Regions from separate parts of the Zea mays genome. Here region 2 is linked to region 1. The links are chromatin contacts, called in public Hi-C maps. All regions are on one chromosome and are shown on one strand. Each heading gives the region's core, a stretch centred on a gene start, on an enhancer-like site or on the middle of the called end of the contact. The rest is flanking DNA. Distances are from core to core; before and after follow the strand shown. Region 1 has its middle 39 kb from the start of LOC109942259. Region 2 holds the start of LOC100381274.

The links. Hi-C and Micro-C count contacts between places; a contact is called where the count stands out from the background.
Region 2: a Hi-C map of ear shows a contact between it and region 1, with 2.9 times the contacts expected there. The contact joins the promoter of LOC100381274 here to the enhancer-like site in region 1. A contact is called at or near these places in 3 of 25 Hi-C or Micro-C datasets (ear, leaf and seedling).

What each region holds. Positions count from the first base shown.
Region 1 is chr9:32,687,082-32,694,112 of Zm-B73-REFERENCE-NAM-5.0, forward strand. No RefSeq gene overlaps it. Among protein-coding and RNA genes, the nearest start is that of LOC109942259, 39 kb to the right of the region's middle. Within about 2 kb of position 4,245, at least 17 of the 20 cell types and tissues checked have an H3K27ac peak or open chromatin away from gene starts, as enhancers often do. A contact at or near this core is called in ear, leaf and seedling, where this site is marked.
Region 2 is chr9:32,757,462-32,763,780 of Zm-B73-REFERENCE-NAM-5.0, forward strand. It overlaps LOC100381274, which reads left to right and starts at 1,501. Exons shown (of 5, transcript NM_001195849.2): 1 at 1,501-1,705. It overlaps LOC103639869 (dnaJ protein homolog 2), which reads left to right. Exons shown (of 5, transcript XM_008662555.2): 5 at 59-487. The coding sequence ends at 378.

The DNA.
Region 1 (7,031 bases), core at 2,995-5,494:
ATAATGTAAAAAAAATAAACCGAGAGTAAAAGGCTTACTTCTGGATTTCTAGATGCGTCAACGAACTGCTTGTGCTTCTCATAATACATAGTATATGCTATATAAAATGAAGCTCTCTTGATGATCGAGGCCTGGACTTCGAGCGGTAGAGGAACCCTTATCCGGGCGTCTTCGGACAACATATCCGAAATCCGAAGGAGGTGCCTCGGCGAGAGGTCTGTGCGTTGTGGGTCTTGGTGGCGGACCAGTGCCCGACGGTGAGGGAGCACGAGACGGGAGCAGCACCTAGACACCTAGACGACGACAGCTATCTGGTACACAGGAGAGTGCCAGAGCGAGGGGGAGGGGATTGTCCCAGAGTCGCGAGGCAAGCGGCGGAGGCGAAACCGGGATGCGGGGGAGCGCTCGTGAGTGACGATCTGGGCTGAAAGTTGGTTGGGCTTTGCGGACAGCAGAGTTACTGGAGCATGGCGGGGGCTGTATCAGAGGCGGAAGCGACGTCGCTTCGGCCGTCGAGGACTGGCAGCTGCGCCGAGGACGAGGGCAAGGGCGTGAGGCGGCTACGGCTGAGTGCGGCGAGGTCGGGGGAGGAGGTACGGGCGCGACGTGATGTGAGGGACGGCGTAGAGTTGTGGTTGATAAAATTTTCGGGTCCGATTCAAGGCCACGCGTCCACACACGAAGGGGCAGCGTTGTCACCGTACGCGTGAAACACGGACATGCCTCTAATTCCTAGCGGATTTTAACAAGAAGTAATAAGAGATCGTAGGGAGCGGGTGGCGGTTGCATGGGCTCACCTAGTCCCTGGCTAAAGGCCACGCGCGGAGACAGTCTATTCACGAAGGATTTATCTCTACAACTTTCTATGAACTTGTTCAGTTTACTACTAGAGCATCTACATCAGTTCTCTAAAAAATGCCCTGTAAACTCTGATTTAACAATTTACGGAATGTATGTTACCAACAAAAACAAGCTTAGTCTCCAACGGTTCCTGATTTTTAAGTTGTTAAATATTTTTAAATTATACTAACTCTATGGTAAATTTATTATTTTCACAACTTAAATCATTTAAAGTGCATCACTTGTACACGGGTGTGAAATCTATAGCAACAAATGATTTCACAGTGTGATTAATGAGCAAAAGAGGCTATTAGGAGCGCGAAACAACTCCCCGCATTTAAAAACTAAATAGGGATAAATAGTAAGTTGGTATATATAGGGACCTCATTTAAGGAACTATTGGAGCATAATTTTTTGTTACTAACACTTTAAATTAAGTTTAGAGAGGTTTTTAGGAACTACTGGAGATGCTGGCCACAATCTGCCTAAGCTTAGTCGCTTGAGGCTTGAGGCGATGTTTGGACGTTGTCGAGCAATTCCCAGAGCTCCGGTCGGTGATTGATCGAAGAATGCGCACAGCCACCCTCATCGTGGTCCGGTGATGCTCTCGAATCCTAACCATAGGGCGAAGGCGCCACACAGCTTGATCTCCGCGGCGGCGGCCACCAGCGTCATTCTCCCTGGTAGCAAGGCGACGTTCTCTCGATGCGAGCACTGCAATGGACACTACACGGCTATGGTTCTAGGGGGCTCGCGACTCAATACTTATATACCCACATGATGACTTCCAACAACCTCCGATTTGGATGGAAGTTTGTTACAGCGTTCGCCGCGCGCGAGCTCTCTATCAAGGCGCACAGGCGAAGGGGCTGACGGGTGGGGCCACAGTCCAGCGACCGCGTGTGGAGAGGCGCGGCCGATGCAATGGCCTGTGGGGCTCGGGTGTTGGCGCCAGGTTGAGGCACGAGCTGGCGCTGGAGGCATGGCTTAATGGGCCAAAAGCGGTCCAAGAGCTAAGAGGAAGCTCTCACATCTTTTTATTTTTCTTTTGATTTCTATTTCTATTTCTATTTTGTTTTCAAATCAAATTCAAATTCCAAAAAGGTTCTAATTCGAAACCATCATAGGTGCAAATCATTATTTTAGGGATGTAGTTAGTCGTATAGTTCATTAGATATTAGCATTCACTACTTATTTGGTTTGGAAAAAAGTAACATATAGTCTTCCATCACAAGTCACTTGGATTCAAATATATTTCAAAGAGTATTTCCAATACAAATTAAATGCACAGTCAAAATCTTTGGCATGATGCATGATTTCAAACTTTATTTCATTTTTTTAATAGGAACATGTCTCATAAATAAAACATAGACTTAAAATAAACTCTAGTTTTATTCCACCAAGAACTAGCTAATAATTTAAACCATATTTTAAGGGTTTACACCTGTTTGGTTCCTTTAGTCTAGGGACTAAAATTTAGTCCCTGACGTGTTTGGTTGAAGGGACTGAAAGGATTACGATGTCCAAGAGGGGGTGAATTGGGCTTTTCTAAAATTCCAATAAAAGTTAACCCCTAAGCATGAGCTCATCTTCATCCAAACTACTAGCAAGGTAAATACTAATAGATAAACAACAACCCTAAGTCATTACAACAAATACTAACTAAGCAATTGCATAAAGTAAAATGCTCAAAGTAAATGAGGAATGTAAAATAAGGGTAAGAAGACTCCTCCAATTTTTTTATCGAGGTATCGAAGAGTCGACACTCTTCCCTAGTCCTCGTTGAAGCATCCACGCAAAGGTATCGCTCCCCCTTGGTCCTCGCAAGAACCAAGTGCTCTCTCTAAGATGATCCTTTGCCACTCTGGCGTGTTGGATCCCTCACGATCGCGTACAAACTTGAGTCGGGTCACCAACAAGTCCTCCAGGGTGATCACCGCACTCCAATCGTCACCAAGCCATCTAGGTGATGCCGATCACCAAGAGTAACAACATATAGACTTTCACCAAGAGTAACAACATATAGACTTTCACTTGACCAAGAGAAGCCTAATGCATGTGGTGTATGCTCTAGGTGGCTCTCATGCGCACTAATGAGGTCCTAACACTGATTATGATTTTCTAATCACCTCACTAGGTTTTGTGGGACTTGCAATGCACTAGCAACGAATACAAGTGAATGTGGGCAGCAAGACACTTAATGTGGCTGGTGAAGGGGTTATAAATAGCCCCAACCATCAAAACTAGCTGTTATTGTAGGCTGTTGTGCATTGCCGCACCGGACGGTCCGGTGCGCCAACGGTGTGCTGCAACGGCTAGTTCTGACAGCTAGTCGTTGCTCTGACAGCACACCTGACAGCGAACAGTGATTGTCTGGTGTGCACCGGATAGTTCAGTGTGTGCGCTAAAATTCGCCTACGTGAACTCGTTGCTCTCGGGTTTTCCCGGGGCAGCCTGGCCCCACTGTCAGGGGTCGCACCGGACAGTCCGGTGCCTCTAAGACAGCAAATCCAACTTATTTTCCTTTGGTTTTTCTAACCCGATTTCGTTCTAACTCGTGAGTGTGTTATAGAGTGACACCTAGAGGTTGTGAGTGTGAACATGTACCAACACTACACTAGAATTCTCTTGGTCAAACTACTCATTCACAACCCCTCTTTATAGTACGGCTAAAGTAAAAATAGAAGACCTAATTCTATACCAAGTGTGCGCAACTCCTTCGACACTCGGAATATAAAGACCTTCATCTTTAGATTCGTCTTTTTCGGCTGTCGCTTCAAGTTCTCATCTAAGGGATTGTTTTCACCGTTGCAACGCAACCTCTTGTAATGCGACCTAACTTACCATTTGCTCTGTAGAACACACGTTAGTCACATATAATCTTAAGTTGTCGTCATTAACACTAAAATCAACCATGGGCCTAGTTGCTTTCAAGGTACTAAAAGTATTAGAAACGTATTAAATGACTCATAAGAGACTAAAATTCCCTTTAACATTCTCGCACTGTTAGTGTAACTAAAAAATGAGGGCAAAAAGATAAAATTAATATGGTTTAATCTCCTTTAGTCACCCCTCGAGGGAGCAGGACTAAAGCAGTTTAGTTCCTATTTTAGTTGCGCCGATTAGCTATTTAGGGACTAAATAATACTAAAATAGAAGAATTAATCTTTAGTCACTTGAAAAAAAGGACCTTAGTAAGATGTGTAATACTTTTTTTCTCGTTCTCTCCTGATGATGCAATTATGCAAACACGAAGAGACGAAAGACCGTAGTAGAGGCTAATCTTCTCTTTTATCGTCTAAACATCGTTTTGTTTTAATTAGCCCACGTGATCATCTGTAGAGTTTGCAGACATGGGCCAAATCCAAAGAGCCATATCATTCCTGAAAACACCCAAAATCGCGAAACAACGGCCCATGTTCGGCGAGAGACAGAGAACAAGATACAACAGTGGTTCATCATAGAGGCTGGAGTGCCGTGCTGGGCCGCAAAAACGAACCCGCAACTGTTGCGCCAATGGGCATTCCCAACTACTCCCTCTGTTCCTCTTAATTTTTATATGTTCTATATTTAAATTAAAGAAGATAAAACTAGACATATATATATAACATATATATTAAATATTATATAAATCTAGTAATTAATTAAAACGAATTTTAGTTTGTGACGGATGGAGTGTATCAACTCCTTCGATTCGAGATCACTAGTGCAACTTCACCTAGCTAGAATTACCAACCTGCGATCGAAAGGAAAAGTGTATGACCGCCTAGAAATACGAGTCCATGGACATGGACGGACTGAGTTCGTATACGTATAATATGATGGCCGTTCTGCATGGTAGCTAGCAAAAAAAGCAGCAAGCTAGCTGTTTATAGATAACCCGAACGCTGACAGCTAGACATTCAGATAGATAGGAGGAGGAGGTTGAGCGTGAAGAGCAGGAGGCTTTTCCGATGTAGAAAAAGACTGATTTGATGGCCTAATTCCTTTGACTTTCAGTGAAAGAAAGAAATCTCCGGCTTTCTAGACTGACCCACACCCCACATGCTTCTTTTTCACTCTGACATGGAACCTCACTCCAACTGAACGAAGAACCCCTACTGCATTTGAACCGTGCCCGATCTCTCTCTCTATTTCTCTCTCACACACACAGCTGAGTAAGTGTTGGCTCGTGCTTTCGGGTTCCCAGATAAACCACAGCATATGAGACTAGAGTCCTTAAATTGACGCAAAAAGGAAAGAAAGAAAGAAAGAAAGTTAGTGTTGGCACACATGCATGCAGATCACACACCCACAACAGGATTTAATTACATGCTGATATGCATAGGACCGATTCAAATCCGGCGCTCTTTACACTATATACCAAAGTGTCGATCGTCGTCAAAGCCCCTTTACCACAGCGTGCCGTGTTGCCTTTTTGAAGAAACGGAGACCTTTCGCTGCTTCTACTCTTCTAGTCCGCATTGCCCCTAGTTATTACCTAATAATAACGTTAATTTTGACCGCACTACACTACACTCGCTCGCTTGGACTCGATTCTACTATACCTTTTCGTGCTAGCTAATTGCTGCTCTTTATCTGCCCATTAAGGATTCTTCAAATCTTCTGAAAATGAGCTATAGCTAGTGCGGCGACGGTCGTCGGCGCGTGCTGGTACCCTGAAGATATAACTACCACCACCGTCCACCACTAAGGTGGAGGGCTAGCTAGTATTCTATGGAAGGGATGATGATGATAATGGTGATGATGATGGGCATGGTAGGACGAATATTAGACTACCGGCGGGATCCGCGCGTGTTTGTTACTCCTTGACGAAATCGGTTTCTTTTTTCCAACACTTTGAACTCCTTAATTAGATCATGTGTTCACACTCTTTCCCTTCGCTGTCAGGTTTAATTTCCTGGTGGGTCAAACTGCACAGGCACAGCGTTCTCCAAGGAAAACGACGACGCTAGCTGCATGCCGTCCGCCATTTCTCCGATCCGTTGGTGAGAGAGAGTCAGAGAGAGAGAGAGTGAGACCGACGTGTGCAGCCTCACAAGATACCGAAACACAGGTGCATCTCGACTTCTTACGGTCGAAATAAAACATTGTTACTGTTGCGGCAAAGGCGAAGACGCTACCCTTCGCTCCAGCCTTCGTCTATCTCGCTGCACCAACGTAAGCAAAACGACCGGCGAGGTCCACCCTTCGTCTACACTACAAGACAAAGGTCTACGACGACGTCGCCCCATCCCATGTCCTCACCCGACCTGGAGGCCCACGTGGGATTCGGCCTATTGTAATAGGCCCCGCACGAAGAAGTGTGTTACGGGCCCGATTTATAATGGCTTTTCTGTAATGACAGTCTATAACCCTCCTTTATAGGAATATTCCGGGGATAGTCCAGGTGCCTGAGGGTACATGCGTCCTTACATCGAGATGTTGGGTACTCAGGCACCTATAAATACCCCCGTACAGTGTCCTTGAGGGGCGGGATTAACAAAGCAATTGCCATCTCGAGTCAAAACCTTGTTTACGTTAATTTCACTCCCCCTTTGGATCAACTTGCCTAGGAGAGCAAGTTTCAACATTTGGCGCCCACCATTCATGCTACGAAAAAACCACCCGCGATGGCACCCAAGAGAGCTAGCTCGAAGGCAGCCCCATCCGTTGACGAAGCAGCGAAGGCAGCGCTGCTGGCCGAGAAAAAGGGCAAGGCCCTTGCAGACACCACCCACCAAGAAGCCTACGAAGACGACGCACTCAGCAAGAGACAGCGCAATGATCAACCAACTCCCGAAGGCACCCTCCGCACCTGTAGCTCCGGAGGACAACCGCAAGCACCCCCAGGCTTCGCTCCACTAGAGGGCAAGGACGCCACAGAGGATGGTGAAGTCATCGGCATTTCAGCACAGGAACAACTACAACTGCGGGCCTTGCGCATCAAGAACCGTAACCTCCAGAAGCAGAAAGAGATCCTCGAGGCCAAGCGCCAACGTGTCTCTGTGCAGGCCAAGGTGCGCTAGATGATACGAGACGAGGAGCAGAGGGCTCAGGAACTCGAGCAAGAGATTGCGCTCATGCAGCGCGAAGGCCAACATGATCTGCAGCACGGTCCGCCCCTCCAACAACGCGCGCCAATCAGAGACCTATTCATTCCTCAGCGCGGACCCGTCATCCCACACGACGCAGCATTCCAAGGCGTCAAC
Region 2 (6,319 bases), core at 251-2,750, 68 kb after region 1:
TTATGATTCTGCCTTCGTGATTTGGCCAATGCTCATTGATTACTTTAAATTTGTGCAGATTCTTTCAAGGCAATCAACGATGAAGGCATGCCCATGTATCAGAGGCCCTTCATAAAGGGCAAGCTGTACATCCACTTCTCAGTGGAGTTCTCGGACTCGTTGAGCCCGGAGCAGTGCAAGGCCCTAGAGGTTGTTCTCCCGCCCAAGCCAGTATCACAGTACACTGACATGGAGCTGGACGAGTGTGAGGATACGATGCCCTACGACGTGAACATCGAAGAGGAGATGCGGAGGCGGCAGCAGCAGCACCAGGAGGCCTACGACGAGGACGATAATGTGCCAGGCGGTGGGCAGAGGGTGCAGTGCGCCCAGCAGTAGGCAGCTTGCGACAAATTTGTTGTTTCGCTTTGGGCGACTATTGAGTTTACCCGCTTGTATTGGTCTTATGATACTTCGGTTACAAGAGTGCAGTATTACTAAGGATTAGTTCCTATATAATGGCACATTGACACTAACATTGTTATGCATTTTAATGTACCCGTAGCAACGCACGGGCATAGACCTAGTTATGCTAAGATGAGAATAACAATACAAGTGATCCAATGAACCTTTTATATTTCTTATTTCTTGTATCTTCTATTGCTCTCACTATTTGGGTATTACACAGCTTTGTAACTTTGGGAGTGTTTGAATGCACTAGACTACAAGAGCTAATAGTTAACTACTAAAATTAATTAAAGGTATTCAAACAATCTAGCTAATAATTTAGCTACTAACTACTTTTATAAGATTAACTAATAGTTAGCTAGCTAATTTTACTAGCAGTTTTTTCGCGAGCTAACTATTAGCTTAGTACATTTAAACATTCTTTATTCACTGCTAATCCACTTCTAAGCTAGTTTAATTTGGAAGCCTCAAAAACCGACCGACTCACGTCACCTCGCACCCGTGTGAAAAAAACACCTTTGTGGTATAAGCAGCCTTTAGAAGCACACAAAAGGGAAATGGGGGTGTTTGGAATGGCTTTCAGTTCCAGTTTTAGTGTGGAGCTATAATTTATAATATTAATTTAGATAATTTAAAAATATTTTTAATTAAAAAATAAATAAAATAATTTATCTAAAAGTTTTATAAATTCTCGTGGCTTTAGCTTTACGATTTTCTGGAGCACCTGGGCTCTATATGTGATAACTCTAACTTTAAAAAATTTAGTAAAGTTGGTGGAACAGGTAATTAGGTGCTTCAGGAAATCGTAGAGCTAAAACTGTAAGACTTTAGAAAACATTTAGATAAGTCATTTTATTTATTATTTAGATTAAAAATATTTTTGAACTAATTAAAACTACACCGGGCTGAAATATGGAGCCATCTCAACTTGTTTTACTAGCTCCACCATTTTTTTTGGAGTGGACCCAATTCCAAAGAGGGCCGAATTATCATCCGGTTCGGACCGGTTTTCACGCCTCCGAAGGCCGGGCAGGCAGGCAGCACCCGCGGAGACGCGGAGCCTCCACTCCTCGTATCGCTTCCTCCTCTGGATCTAGCCGACGCCGCCCTCATCCTGTCACCCACCGACGTCGCCGTCGCCGTCGCCACCTATATCACCCACCGCCTCTGAAGAAGAAGACGCGGATCCGAGGGTAGTTAACTGCTGAAGAAGAAGATCCGGTACGGAGAAGACGCGGAGCAGTACTTCTCCGATCTGGTGAGCTTCCACCCATTTTGGATTCTGTCCGTCGCCGGCGCGCGGACCTCCCTCCTCCTCTCTTGGTCCGCCGCCTGTTCATCCCGCCCGCGCCTCCTGGGGCTTCCTATCCACCTCCGCTCGAACGGCCTCCCTCACCTCGCTGCCGGTCGCGGGCAGGCGGCGGCTCCAGGTGCTCATGGCCCGGCCGGAGTCCACATCTTAACGAAGGAAATTCTGGTGTTATTTAAACTCCAAAGGAACAAATCAATGTGCATGTGCTTGGATTTCGGAATCGTCTTTCCAGTTTCTTACAATATAATAGTAGTTGCTGTTCGATAATTCACCAACTGATGTCGATGTCATGTACGGCCGCCCCTACGTCAGGCAACGGCGTACCCGTGACATACGGCGTGCGCGTGAGCGCGCTGAACACGCCCAAGAGGCAACAGCCGCAGGTTCCATTGGATAAGATCGGGAAATCACCACTACGAGCGTCGGCCAGCAGCAGATCAGGGCGCAGGAATAGCTGCAGTTGCTAGTAGCTAGAAAATTGGAGGTTTGTTTAGAAGATAAGCTCACGGCCAGCAACAGATCAGAGCTGGCCGCTGCTAGCAAATAGGGATAAGTTGTTAAGAAGTTGTTTAGGAAGATAAGTATAGAGAAGAAATAGGAGTTGGTTTGGCTGGCCTGGCTATATATAAAGCAGGCGGTTCTTTTAATAAGGCAAGCATGAATTATATCCCAAATCTCTTCTTCTCTGTTAAGCCTACGGTTGAGGGGAATAACCTCACCGGAGAAGACGGCCGACGGCTACGAGCTGCGTAGCCGCGGTCCGGCCACCCAAGGGCTCGACGCCCTTGACAACTTGGTATCGCGATCCCGGCGATCCTCTCCCACTCGCTCCAATCCTTCATCCACAGCCGCTGCAACCCACACCAGCCCTCCACCTTCACCCCAATCTTCCACCGACTCGGCCCTGCAACCAGCCACCATGGCCGAGCCGTCCATGCAGGACGTGATGGAGATGCTTAGGGCCATCACCACCAAGATGTCCACCATGGAGGCTGACATGGCCGCCATGAAGGAAAAGTCGGCGTCGACGTCGGATTACGGCGCCGGGGGACGCGCAGAGATGCCGCGCGATCTGGATCGCCCACCTAAATTTCAGAAGCTGGACTTCCCACGCTACGACGGCAAGTCCGATCCTATGCTCTTCCTCAACAAGTGTGAGTCGTATTTCCGCCAGCAGCGCACCATGGGGGAGGAGCGCGTTTGGATGGCCTCATACAACCTGGAGGACGTCGCGCAGCTGTGGTACATCCAACTCCAGGAGGACGAGGGCACGCCAACCTGGGGACGGTTCAGGGACCTCCTCAACTTACGGTTTGGACCTCCCCTCCGTTCGGCCCCGCTGTTCGAGCTCGCAGAATGCAGGCGCACAGGGACCGTGGAAGAGTATGCAAATAGATTCCAGGCCCTTCTCCCTCGCGCCGGTCGTCTCGACGAACACCAGCGCGTCCAGCTCTTCACCGGCGGCCTGCTGCCACCACTCAGCCATGCCGTTCGCATCCACAACCCGGAGTCGCTCGCATCAGCCATGAGCCTGGCGCGCCAAGTGGAGTTGATGGAGGCCGACCGGCTGGTGCAGCCTGCACCTCGGGCGCCCTCGCGCGGTCTGCTGTCCGCACCGGCGCCACGTCCAGCGCTTCCAGCGCCCCAGCAGCCGCTGGCGCTCCCTGCACCACCGAGGGCCACCCAGCAGGGCCGTGGCGAGGACAATCAACGGCGCCTCACCCCCGACGAGATGGCGGAGCGGCGCCGCATGGGCCTCTGTTTTAACTGCAATGAAAAGTACACGCGTGGCCACAACCGGTTTTGCAGACGCATTTTTTTCATGGAGGGCGTGGAGATTGAAGACACTAACGACGAGCCTCCGGACGCTGACGGTGAGGCCCCCTGTTTCTCCCTGCAGGCCCTGGCCGGGGTGCCTGTGGCTGACACCATGCAGATCGCCGTCGCGCTTGGTGCCGCCTCGCTGGTCGCCCTCCTCGATTCCGGCAGCACCCACAACTTCATATCCGAGGCGGCGGCGCGGCGCACGGGTCTGCCCCTTCACCAGCGGCCACGTCTCACCGCCATGGTCGCCAACGGCGAGCGCGTCACCTGCGCCGGGGTCCTCCGTGACGCCCCCCTCACCATCGACGGTACCCCGTTCCCGGCCGATCTCTACGTCATGCCGCTCGCTGGGTACGATGTCGTCCTCGGCACACGGTGGCTGGGCGCGCTGGGTCCTATTGTGTGGGACCTGGGCAGCCGGCGCATGAAGTTCCAATTCCAGGGGCGCCCGATATGCTGGACCGGCGTCTCGGCTGCCAGTCCCACAGCAATCAGCGCCACGGTGGCGAGCGAGCAGTTCCTCGACGCACTCCTGGACTCCTTCAGTTCCGTCTTCGCCGAGCCGACCGGTCTGCCACCGCAGCGCGCCCACGACCACCGCATCACCCTGACGCCGGGCGCGCAGCCTGTGGCAGTCCGGCCATACCGGTACCCGGCTGCCCACAAAGACGAGCTGGAACGCCAGTGCGCCGCCATGATGGAGCAAGGGATCGTACGACGCAGCGACTCGCCCTTCTCGTCGCCGGTCCTCCTCGTCAAGAAGCCCGACGGGTCCTGGCGCTTTTGCGTTGATTACCGCGCCCTCAACGCGCTCACGGTGAAGGACGCCTTTCCCATTCCCGTGGTCGACGAGCTGCTGGACGAGCTCCATGGGGCACGGTACTTCTCCAAGCTGGACCTGCGTTCGGGGTACCACCAAGTGCGCATGCGTCCGGAAGATATTCACAAGACGGCGTTCCGCACTCACGATGGGCTGTACGAGTTCCTGGTGATGGCGTTCGGCCTCTGCAACGCGCCAGCAACGTTCCAGGCGCTCATGAACGACGTGCTCCGCCCGTTTCTCCGCCGGTTCGTCCTTGTCTTTTTTGACGATATTCTCATATACAGCAAGACATGGGCAGACCATCTTCGACACCTCCGCGCCGTGCTCGACGAGCTGCACCGCCACCACCTCTTCGTCAAGCGTACAAAGTGTGCGTTCGCTGCCCCGTCCGTCGCCTACCTGGGCCACGTAATCTCGGCGGCGGGTGTGGCCATGGACCCAGCCAAGGTGCAGGCCATCGTCGACTGGCCAGCTCCACGCTCGGTACGCGCGGTGCGTGGCTTCCTCGGATTGGCGGGCTACTACCGCAAATTCGTGCACAACTACGGGCCGATGGCGGCCCCGCTGACCGCGCTCCTCAAGAAGGATGGCTTCGCCTGGGATGACGGGGCGGCTGCGGCATTCGCGGCCCTCAAGGCCGCAGTCACATCTGCTCCGGTGCTGGCCATGCCGGACTTCGCGAAGATATTCATCGTCGAGTGTGACGCATCGTCACATGGGTTCGGCGCCGTGCTGGTACAGGAGGGCCATCCAGTGGCATTCTTTAGCAGACCCATCGCCCCCCGGCATCGCGCTCTCGCGGCCTACGAGCGTGAGCTCATCGGCCTCGTCCAGGCGGTGCGGCACTGGCGGCCGTATCTCTGGGGTCGGCAGTTCGTTGTCAAGACCGATCACTATAGCTTGAAATACTTGCTCGACCAGCGCCTGGCCACGATCCCACAACATCATTGGGTCGGGAAGCTGTTGGGCTTTGACTTCTCTGTTGAGTACAGGTCGGGTGCGACTAACGTCGTGGCGGACGCGCTCTCTCGCCGAAACACCGAGGAAGGTGAGCTGTTGGCTATCTCGGCGCCCCGTTTCGACTTCATCAGCCGCTTGCGCCATGCCCAGGCCATGGATCCCGCCTTGGTGGCTGTCCACGATGAGGTACGCGCCGGCACACGCGCTGCCCCGTGGGCCGTGACGGACGGCATGGTCACATTCGACGGGCGCCTCTACATCCCCGCCGCCTCCCCTCTACTGCCGGAGATCGTTACCGCTGTCCACGCAGACGGCCACGAGGGCGTTCACCGCACACTCCACCGGCTGCGCCGCGACTTTCACTTCCCCAACATGAGGCGCATGGTGCAGGACTTTGTGCGGGCGTGCGCAACTTGCCAGCAGTACAAGTCGGAGCACCTTCATCCCGCCGGCCTGCTGCACCCCCTTCCGATCCCCTCCGTCGTCTGGGCGGACATTGGCCTCGACTTCGTGGAGGCGCTGCCCCGCGTGCACGGCAAGACGGTGATCCTGTCCGTCGTCGATCGCTTCAGCAAGTATTGCCACTTCATTCCACTGGCGCACCCGTACACCGCTGAGTCCGTGGCACAGGCATTCTTCACCGACATCGTCAGGCTGCACGGGGTACCGCAGTCCATTGTCTCCGACCGAGACCCGGTGTTCACGTCCTCTTTCTGGAGTGAGCTCATGAGGCTCATGGGAACAAAGCTACTCATGTCCTCGGCATTCCACCCACAGTCCGACGGCCAGACGGAGGCGGCAAATCGCGTCATTGTGATGTACCTGCGCTGCTTCACGGGAGATCGTCCCCGGCAATGGCTGCGCTGGCTGCCATGGGCTGAGTACATCTACAACACCGCGTACCAGACTTCCCTCCGTGACACGCCATTCCGGGTGATCTACGGCCGTGAACC